Regions from separate parts of the Mus musculus genome. Here region 1 is linked to region 2. The links are chromatin contacts, called in public Hi-C maps. All regions are on one chromosome and are shown on one strand. Each heading gives the region's core, a stretch centred on a gene start, on an enhancer-like site or on the middle of the called end of the contact. The rest is flanking DNA. Distances are from core to core; before and after follow the strand shown. Region 1 has its middle 36 kb from the start of Steap3. Region 2 has its middle 60 kb from the start of Steap3.

The links. Hi-C and Micro-C count contacts between places; a contact is called where the count stands out from the background.
Region 1: a contact with region 2 is called in a Hi-C map of the Ba/F3 cell line, with 4 times the contacts expected there. The contact joins two enhancer-like sites. A contact is called at or near these places in 8 of 15 datasets of contacts at CTCF or cohesin (the G1E-ER4 cell line, the NIH/3T3 cell line, embryonic stem cells and 3 more), 72 of 484 Hi-C or Micro-C datasets (the AML12 cell line, the Ba/F3 cell line, the C2C12 cell line and 29 more) and 5 of 115 datasets of contacts at active chromatin or transcription factors (bone marrow-derived macrophages, embryonic stem cells and fibro-adipogenic progenitors).

What each region holds. Positions count from the first base shown.
Region 1 is chr1:120,291,989-120,297,163 of GRCm38.p6, forward strand. No RefSeq gene overlaps it. Among named protein-coding and RNA genes, the nearest start is that of Steap3, 36 kb to the left of the region's middle. Within about 2 kb of position 1,988, at least 57 of the 459 cell types and tissues checked have an H3K27ac peak or open chromatin away from gene starts, as enhancers often do. A contact at or near this core is called in the Ba/F3 cell line, CD8 T cells and pro-B cells, where this site is marked.
Region 2 is chr1:120,195,781-120,201,147 of GRCm38.p6, forward strand. No RefSeq gene overlaps it. Among named protein-coding and RNA genes, the nearest start is that of Steap3, 60 kb to the right of the region's middle. Within about 2 kb of position 1,616, at least 23 of the 459 cell types and tissues checked have an H3K27ac peak or open chromatin away from gene starts, as enhancers often do. A contact at or near this core is called in the Ba/F3 cell line, CD8 T cells and pro-B cells, where this site is marked.

The DNA.
Region 1 (5,175 bases), core at 738-3,237, 97 kb after region 2:
TGGCTCTGAAGGCAGCCAGGAGGAGACTAGAATATCACACTGGGAGGAGCCTAAGCATAGGAAATCTCAAAGCCCATCCCTATACGGACACACCATACCCACAAGGCCACACTCAGTCCAGGAAGGCCACACCTCCTAATAGTGCCACTGCCTGTAGGCCAACTATTCAAACACAAGAGTCTATGGGGGAGGGGGCAAACCTACTCAAACCACCACAGCAACATACAATAAATAAGGCGAAGGGACAGCCAATGCCTCATTGTGGGGCTTTCTGTTACTGGTACGACACAGAAATCACCTGACCATCTTCTGCACATGACTATGAAAACGCTGTCTCTCTCATGGAGTTTCCCAACCAGTCAGAAGGTCTTGCTCAGGTCAGTGAGATGGCTTTGTGGATAAGGGCTCTTCCAGCCAAGCCTGATGACTTTGTAAGACCCCAACCTTCGGTCATTGGTATTACTTTGAGGATCCCCCAAGTGAGACCCTGAAATGCAGATCGATGCAAAAGTAAGAGGTTTATTTTCCAGTGTGCCTACGTCGACCTTCAATTAGTCCCTCAAGGCAAGTGACTAGAAGGCCACCCCAATGGCTATTACAGGTTACATCAGCAAGGTTACAGATCAAAGTTATTGGCTAAGCATATTGACCTTTAAATCTATTGGCTAGCAAGCATGACACGCATTTGAACTCTACCTGGGACTTTCCATATGGTCAGGTGACTATCAGTCAGTACATTCTGAGATTTTTTTTTTTAACTCTAGAATATTCCTCTGGGTGGAGAATGAAACTTGGCCTAGCCTTGTCCCTAGGCGGGAGGGCGAAGCTGTAAGGAGGGACAAAAGCCCTTTAGAGTCCCTCAACTTGAGTTCAAATCCTAGAAGAAGCAAGGGAGGAGGAGAGAACCGATTCTCACAAGCTGTCCTCTGAGTGCCAAATGCTTGCAGCTGCATGCATACTCCCACAAAATGTCTTTCTTCACCATTGGTTTAGTGGAGGTCCACTTACTTCTTGCCTGAAAACCTCTGTTGGGGGCCATCTTCCAGGATGATAGGGACGTTCTCACAGGATCCAGACCAGCAGTGCTTTGGAGCAGGCCCAACAGGAGGTCTGTTTATCTTCTCACAGTTCAGCCTTCCAGCTGAGACCCTGGGTGGGCCATTTGACTCCTATCCTTCCGTGCTGCTTTGACCTTCTTCCTCTAGCAGCTTCTGTTTGTCTGAGGCCACAGGATCAGCCACCCCACCAGGAGAGGAGAAAACAAGCATCGAGGAGGCCAAGCTGACTCTATTACAGGCTTAGAAGACTAGGCCTATATTTCTGTTTCCAAGAACTGGGCAAATCCAGGCAAGTTCAGGCCTCAGAAGCTGCCCCACCACCCAAGGCAAGGACAGTGTGTCAGTGGCAGTTTCCAGACTTTCTCAACAACAGTTTCCAGACTTCCCCAGCAACAGTTTCCAGCCCCCCCACCCCTGCCCTGCAATGATTCTGGGATGTCCTTAGTGATAGAGCCAAGATTAAGATAGAGGTCACTTACCCTTCCCCAGAATTTCCCTAATGTGCTTTAAATCAGGCCTGTGAGCTCACTTCAGTGTCTCTCCATCTTTGTAGGTGGTAGACCGACCACAGCATGCTGGACTTCTGCAGAATAAAACACTCTTTACATTTACATACTATTTGAACCTGGAATATCACTCTTAAGTGAATCATGGTCCCTTACAGCAGGTGATTGGGTGCCCCTCCCATTCTTCACATACACAGAGACAACACTACGATGGTAAATGTCACATATCACTTTAATATCATGACATCACCACAGAGAGGACCAAGCCACATGAGCCTTGGGGGGCAAACCACATCTGTTGTAGTTTGAACATGAAATGTTCCTTACACATGTCTGAATACTTGCTTGTTGGCTGGTAGTGCTGTTTGGGAAAGCTGCCAAACCTTTAGGAGGTAGAGGAAGTATGCCACTGGGGGTGGGCTTTGAAGGCTTATAGCTTGACCTCACTTCCTGTTTTTCTGCTCTCTGCTTCCTGACTGCTAGTCTGACCTCATGCTCATTCGGTTTGTTTTGCTTGTCCTGCCATAATGGACTATATTCCCCCTGAAAGTGAGGTAAAGTAAAACCCATATTCCCCATGTTGCTTTGTGTCTGATATGCTATTGTCATTGAGACAGAAAAGTAACTAAGGCAACACTCAAGCCAGGCAGTCTCCATAGGGCTTCAGTGGTAGCTTCCACTTCTGTTGCTCTGTTGTCCTCTGCTTCTTTTGAATTCCTCCATCTCTCCTTCTCTCCCTTCCCCTTCATTCAAGGCCACACACAGCTGTATGTCTGCCTCTGAAGAGTGTGAGCACTCTGTTGAGGCAGTCAGTATCCCCGAGTCCCTGTCCCCTGACAGAGATTAGGAAATGGGTGCATCCCTCCTTAAAACAAGAACAAAAAGCAAACGTTCTGTCTTTCTTTTCATTTCCCTCTCTCTCTCTCTCTCTTTCTTTCTTTCCTTTTTTTATTTTTATTTTTTTGAGGCCAGGTCTCCCACATCCTAGGCTGGCCTCAGACCTATTCTGTAGCCAAGAATGACTTTGAACTTGCATTCCTCCTATATCTCCTTCCCAATTGCTGGAATTACAGTTGTGTGTCACCATGTCCAGTTTTATAGAATGCTGGTGATCAAACCCAGGGCTATACACCTTGTAGGCAGGTGTTCTGCTGACTGGTATATGTCTCCAGCTCCTCCTTGCTTCTTTTTGTTTTAACCTAAAATAGCTTTTGTTTTGTGGGGTAAAGATGGATCAATATCACTGCCAACAGCTGTGGCTTGACTTTTTTATTTTCCAGTTAACAACCACTTTTTAAAATGTTTAGTTTTAAAAATTAATTGATCTATCTATCTATCTATCTATCTATCTACCTATCTATCACCTATCTACCTGTGTCTGTGTACTTTTGTATGTGTGAGGGCACAGGGCACATGCACATCATGCCTTGCACATGGAGGTCAGAGGACAACTTGGAGGAGAGATCTCTCCTTCTACCATCTGAGTCCTAGGATTTGAACTTAGATCCTCAGGCTTGGTGGCAAGTCCTTTCATCCACTAAGCCAGTCCTTAATTATTTCTTGGCGTCGCCTTAAAAAGCAGAATGTCTACTGCTGGGGATGTAGTTCACTGGATGGGCACTTGACCAACATGCCTGAGTCCTCCGTTCAATCCCTAGCATGGGGTTGGGGGAGCAGAAGTTGTTCCCTTTGTTCCCTCTTGTTCTTTGCCTGTCCTTGCATTCCTCGGAGAGCAGAAGCTGTCTCAGTCTTCCACCTGTGAACCTGCCTCCTTCCTGGCATCATTAAGACAGGATGGATGGCTCAGCTGCACACCCCGTGCCTCTGCAGCCACTTGATGCAGCAGAGAGCTTTGCCCTTGAAAGACAATCGTTTCAGGATGATAGAACAGTACAGGCTGAAGTCTTCCTTTTGGAGCCTTAAAAAAGGGGAGAAAAATATAAGAATGAACACATGATTAGACTTGAAGAGAAATCAGGGAGACCTCTTGGCTCATGTGTATTCAGGATTTCCAACATGGGAGTAGATGAGGGGCCTAGAGGTCAAGTTGGGGGATGCAACCTTTCCTCTTTGTAGGTATACGTGTGAAAAGAGTACACTTTCTTATCACACAAACATGGCTATTTACAACATGTACATTAAGTTCCAAGTCTACAATTAAACCAAGACATACTAACAACCCCTGATGTCGACAACATTAAAACAGTATTTTTGATGTTGTTCTTTTGAGATTTCTCTCCTGGATGACATAAATAGCACTTGTCTCTCTCTATAAATTCCCAAGAACACACCAAACTATGTTTCTATTCAAGGGTTCACCCCAGAAAACCAGCGAGTTTATTAGGCTTATTTACAGAGGTGTTGCTTACAGAAGCATGGGTGACCCCAAAGCAGTACACTGGGTCTCCCCGCAGCATGGATAATGGTTTCTCCAGAGCTGCATAACTTCATGCAGTATGCACACTATGGAGCCATTCTGGATCCCGAGGCAGACTTACATGTGAACTCTCCTCATGACGCTCTTCTGTCAGAGACTGTTAACAGTCCATCGTGGTGAACTCTTGCAAAGCAGGTATAGCTGGTTGGTCTGTGGATAATGGCGGCTGTTTTGCTTGGAGAACTGTTCTATTAGAACCAGCCATAAACAAACGAGAAACTAAAAAGTCACCACCAGGTTTTCACAACCCTCACATTTCCCCATACTCACACACCTCCATCTTACCTAGATGGAGACTTTGTAGACCAGGCTGGCCTCGAACTCAGAAATCCACCTGCCTCTGCCTCCCAAGTGCTGGGATTAAAGGCGTGTGCCACCACACCCGGCTGAAACACACTTATTAGAAAAAAATGATTAAACACTATACTCAGATGCAGAATTTCACTAACAGTAGGCCACTAGCCAGCAGTAGCTATGACTTTTGCTAAAAGTGAATGGAATTATAAATGCAATTCTTGGGTCACACTGAACACACTTTAAGGGCTCAACAGTCCCATGTGGCTGATGAGGGACATAGATATTTCCATTGGGACTGTAAAGCCTTTTGGAGCGTATTCTGGCACGTAGCAGGCAGAGCAGTAAGAATCATACACAGAGGTGTGTGTCAGCACACATGTGTAGTACTGTATCAATAAGCCAAAAGCTTAGGCCCCCAACAGACCACTGAACAGAAACGTCTTCAACAACAAATGTTATCAATGAGGAAAGGCGAGTCCACTGGAGGGACGGCTTGGCAGGTAGAGGTGCTGTTGTGGATCCTGGTGACCTGAGTCCAGCCCCTTGACCCACATAGAATAATTAGAGATCCAACTGCTGCAAGATGTCCTCTGATGTTCAAGCACGAAAGCGTGCTGTGGATGTAAATAAATAAATAATAAATCTAGAACAATTTATGTAAAAAGAATAGGTACAATAGATATGGAAAGAGATACAACTTGGAATACAGAAGAGCGTCCCATAGTATTATCTACCAAGGTATTATCAGAGGGGTGGTTTCCTGATCTTATAGAGGACCATAGTTAGGTTACCAGCACCCATTTCTGGCAATTTACGACCACCTGTATCTCCCACTTCAGAGGATATAGCACCCTCTTCTGGACTCTACAAGTACTGC
Region 2 (5,367 bases), core at 366-2,865:
CTCCCTCACTCGACTTCAAGCAAAGTTGCTTGCTTAGAAGTGACCTAGAAGTGAACTTGTGGTGACATTAAAAATCATTCAGATTACAAAAGGCAAATGGTGCCCTCCTGCATGGGCTGCGTTATTTGTCTTGCTGTGTTTGCTTTAGGCAAGCGTGAGGAGAAGGAAGGAGCATTTGCTGTGCAGTCAGGCAGCAGCAGCCCGAAGAGCCAGCACCCACCACCACTAACCGAGAGGTCTGACCTTGGTGGGGCAGAAGCCTCAGTCTTCTACTCCATTCAAGCAGGATGTCTGCGCTGACCTCAGATTGCCTCTGGGCTCAGGGGAAACGACCGAGCCAAGTGTGCAGCACACATAATGTGATTCTGGCACATCCATGCTTCATTAACAACATTCATCTCACTGCACCCCAGTGTGCACACTGTTGCTGGGGAGATGGTGCATTTGGTAGGGGACTTGTCATGCAAGCATGAAAACCTGGGTTCTCAGCTGTAGCAGCCACATTAAAAAAAAAAAAGCTGAACATGGTGGTGTGTGTCTATAATCCCACACAAAGGTTCCTGCAGCTCACTGGCCAGCCAGTCTGGCCAAACCGGGGAACTCTGGGTTCAGTGAAAGAAAGACACTGTTTCAGAGCAAGATGGAAGGTCTGGAGAGACAGCTCTACAGTTAGGAGCAGGTACTGCTCTCCCAGAGGATGTGAGCCTGGTTTCCATCACCTGTGGTAGATGGCTCACAAGTGCCTGAAACTCTAGTTTCAAGGGACTTGGCACTCTCTTCTGGCCTCTAAGGGTACCTATGTCCCCATGCACATATCTAAACAATTACAAAAAGTAAGTCTTTCAAAAAGAAAGAAGATCAGGTAGAGAGTGATTGAGAAAGACACGTGATATTGACCTCTGTCCTCCCTACAAGAATGTGCACTCTCATGCACACATTCACACACATATGAACACTACACACACACACACACACACACACACACAATCTGTAGATGCTGAACACAATGTTATATTCCACACACGCAGGCACTCATGATGCTGGGACTTCCAGTGAGGTAGGCACCTCTATCACCCTGCTTGCCAGTGTCTGCCAGTCAAACTCAGCTCCGCAATGGCCCAGATGTTCTCAGAGCCCTGGAAGGACTCTGGTTTTCCAGGAATCCCTTGCCTTTCTGTCTCCTTTTCTGGACACATTATACCTGGATGCAGGTGATCCAGAGCACATAACCTGATATCTACCTTTTCTGACTGCTTTGTTTTCCACTTAGGAACAGTAGACTCCTTCAAACAGCAGAGCAATGGACACTTCCTCTGTTCTCTGGGCAAACCTTGCTTCAAGTTCAGCTATAGAACAAATGGTTACAGAGAGAGGCCAAATGTGGTTTCTGGGTAGAATAGTCTTGCAAGGTCAGCTTTTGCAGTTTGAATTTTCTAGATCCGCAGCTCAGGACCAGCTGTTGGCTGCCCCAATACGGATCAGTGGTATCCTCCAGTGATACCTTCCCGGACTTTTAGCTCACATTCCTTACAGAGGCCAGGCAGCAGTTGGTGCCTGTCTGCTCTATGTCAGCCACCAGGTGGCAGCAGAGTCTGCCAAGGACCGGAAGCTGTGGGCACAACCAGTGAGTCATCTATTCATCACCTAGAGTGGGTGGTTGGCCCACCGGAGGGTGGCTGGCCTTGGAGTTCTTTAGCTCAAAGTCAAATCCTTTAGCTTGTAACTGTAGTGGCCCTTGCCAGTGCTCAGAAGTGGTGGCAGGATGGCTAGTGTCTAACCTTTGATTTAATTTAAAAGTCAGGACCTGATTATTCTAAAGTCATAGCACAACTTCTATATTGTGTCTCTGTTATTGCTGGTATGTGTGTGTGTGTGTGTGTGTGTGTGTGTGCATTCATATGTGTTTGTGTGTGTGTGTATTCATATGTGTGTGTGTGCATATTTGTGTGCAAGTGTGTGCAGATGTGTGTGTGAGTCTGTGGAGGGGGTAGAAGTTGACATGAGGTACCTTTTGGGACAGTCTCTCTCTGAACCTGGTGTTCACTGATTGGCTAGACTCACTGACCAGGATGCTCTGTTATCTGCCGACCTCTACCCCATTCCTGTACTGGGGTTGCAGGTGTGCACCACTATACCTGACTTCACATAGGTGCTGGGATCCCACCTGACCCCTCATAGGAGTACAGCAAGCACTTGCCCACTGAGCCATCCTCTCCAGCCCCCATCTTGCTGACTTCTAGAGTGTGAAGGATGAGCTAACATTTTTTACAGAATGCCCTGATTATCTGCTGAGGATCATATTTCAAAACTGAAGGCTGAAGGGGTGAGCGAGTTCTCAAAGCTCCCCAGCCCGATGCCTCCTGGTATTCGCAGCTGTGCATGTCCATTGTTTGGGCCTGTGAGGTTCCAAAGTAAACCGCTTCCATATGCAATGGCAGGATAACCCCTGCCCAGCAGGGCATCTGGGAGCTGCCCTCTTGTACCCAGGTGTCAGAGCTTTGTAGGCACAGGGACACCTGTGGCACGAACATGAGAATTAGTCTGAAGAAGGGGACACCCCCTGTTTTCTTCCTGAAGGCTGAATGGTTTTAAATACTAAGGGGCCCTGCAGCTGACTCAGCAAACCCCGTGCTTGTCTTTCACTTACTTTAACAACTAAGAAACTCCACACTTAGGAGGTGTATTAGAACCAAGAACAAAAAAATGAATATATATTATTTAAAGGGATTCACCATATTGGTTTACATGACAGGCTGGACCATCTGGTAATGGCTGCCTACATTCTGGAGAAGCTAGGAAGCCAGCAGGTATTCACCCAGGAAGCTGCATGCCTCATCTGGAGCTGAGGGCATGGAGGGGCACAGGAGGGATGCTGGACTTCCATCCACAGTGGAAGGCTGAAGAAGCTGGGTTCTGATGTCAGTGTAGGGTGGAGTGGCAGCAGCAACAGCAACAGCAACAGCAGAGTAGATGCATTCACCAGCAAGAAGCAGAGGCAGAGGCAGGCAAGCGACACTGATTTTTCCTTGGACCTCTTATTTATTTATTTAATAATAGAATATTCTGTATTCTTTGACAATTTTATGCAAGTAAATAATGTATTTTGATTATCTGAACCCCAACTTCCCCCTTCTACTTCTCTTAGACACCCCAAAATGACTCTCTTTTTTATTTTCACTCTCTCCCCAGCTTATTTATTTATTTATTTATTTATTTATTTATTTATTTACTTACTTACTTACTTATTTACTTATGTACTTATTTATTTATTTACTGGTAACCCACTCTGCAATCAGTGGTGCCTGCTGGCATGCTGACTGGGCTTGTGCTGGCTACAGCTGTAGTGAGATCACTAGCACACTGAGTGTGTCATGTCCTGAAGACAGCATTTCTCGGCTCGGCTCTCCTCCTCCCCCTTCCTTCTTTCTGCCTCCCTTCGGAGATGTTTCCTGAGTCTTGAGCTTGTCGGCATAGGTGTCCTCTTTAGGGCTGAGCATTCAATAGTCTCTTGCTCTTGGTATTGGGACCAGTTCAGAGTCTCTGCACTAACAGCTGCCCACCGCAGGAGGAAACTTCTCTGGCCAAGGTTGAGAGCAGCACTAATCTACAGGCATAACCATAGGCATTAGAAGGCACTCTGACAACATGCTGTGGACCTCTTCATGTTTGGGCCATACATTGACAATGGCACCTGCCCTAAGGACAGGTCTTCTCTCTGCTCCTCAGTCTTGGCCTCGCAGATGACCCAGAGGTGCGTCTCCTAAGTGGTTCCAGCTCTCATTGGACTGTCGGTTAGGATTAACCATCATGAGTACCAACCAGAGTAAAAGCCAAGTGCCACGTCCTGTGTTCTCAGTCCATGTCGGGCTGATGACAGGGAGCAGAGGCGGAGATAAGAGTAGAGTCTGAGAGTAGAGCTCACGTCAGCCTGGTGACTCGCCCAGTGTGTTCAGTCCAAGTTCCATTATCACTCTGCAGATGTTTAATACGGTACCACAGCTGGAGAGGCGTCCAGATAAGAACAAATCTTATTAGAAGATGATGGGAAGTGGGCAGAGGGGATGGCTCAGCGGTGAGGAGTGCATTCTGCTCTTGCAGAGACCTGAGTTCAGTTCCTAGCACCCACCTATAGCAGCTCGCTACTACCTGTAACTCCAGCTTTAGGGGATCTGACCCCCCCCCTCTTTTCTGGCCTCTGTGAGCAGTACACTTCTCCATGGCTAAACACACAAACACACATATAAACCCAATTTAACTTTTTTTTTTAATGCAATGGGCTTTAAGCATAGAAATTGGTTATAGGAGCTGGAGCTATGGTTCAGGTTAGGGTGCTTGGGTAGCATTTTCTAGTTCCTGGATTCCAAGTAGAGGAACCTGAATTCAATACCCAGAACTCACTTTAAAATGTAAGGGTGCGAGGACCCCTGCAGCCCGAGCCCAGCAGCATCCGCAAGTAGGTGAGCTGCAGGCCAGTTAGAGACCCTGTCTCAAAGGACCTGGACGACATTCCTGAGGGGGAGCATCAGAGCTGGCCTCTGACTCCCACACACATGCATGCACATCTGTGTACATATAAACAAACATATACATACATTAAAAATCACACTATTGGGGCTGGAGAGATGGCTCAGCGGTTAAGAGCACTGACTGCTCTTCTGAAGATCCTGAGTTCAAATCCCAGCAACCACATGGTGGCTTACAACCACCCGCAATGAGATCTGATGCCCTCTTCTGAAGACAGCTATGGTGTACTTATATATGATAATAAATAAATCTTAAAAAAATCATACTATCATTTATATCCTTCAGATGTCAGAGGAGAAGGTTTACTGCTTTCCAGGAAGGCTTTTGAAAAAATGAAAAGGTTCCTTCATAATCCACAGGACCTAATGTCACTTCAAAATGTATGGAGGAGAGGGCCCGAGGGATGGCACAGTGGGTCAGACACTTGCCACCAAGCCCCGCAACCAGAGTGAATTGGCTCCCTGGGGCCCACATGATGGAAGGAGAGAGCTGATTTCTGCAAGCATGCGTGCACGTTCCCTTCCCTCTACCAGACAGGCAGACAGACACACAGACAGACAGACAGACAAGCGTAACCTTAAACATTAAGGTGAGGCCCTAGCCTCTGCTTTGCAGCTGCTTTCCTGCCGCAGACACTGACATGCACCCTCCTGGGACGCTGAGGGCAGACTTTCCCACCTTTAGCTCATACAGAAGGATATTGTGTTCAGGGATCAGCGGGCCCTCCTGCTTGCTGCTGCTCCCTTCCCTGCCTCCTGCCTGGGAGTCAGAGAGCTGGGCTGTCAGCCTTCCCACGTTCCCAGAAGATGTCAGAGCAGACCCCACTTCTGCCCTGTGGGCTCT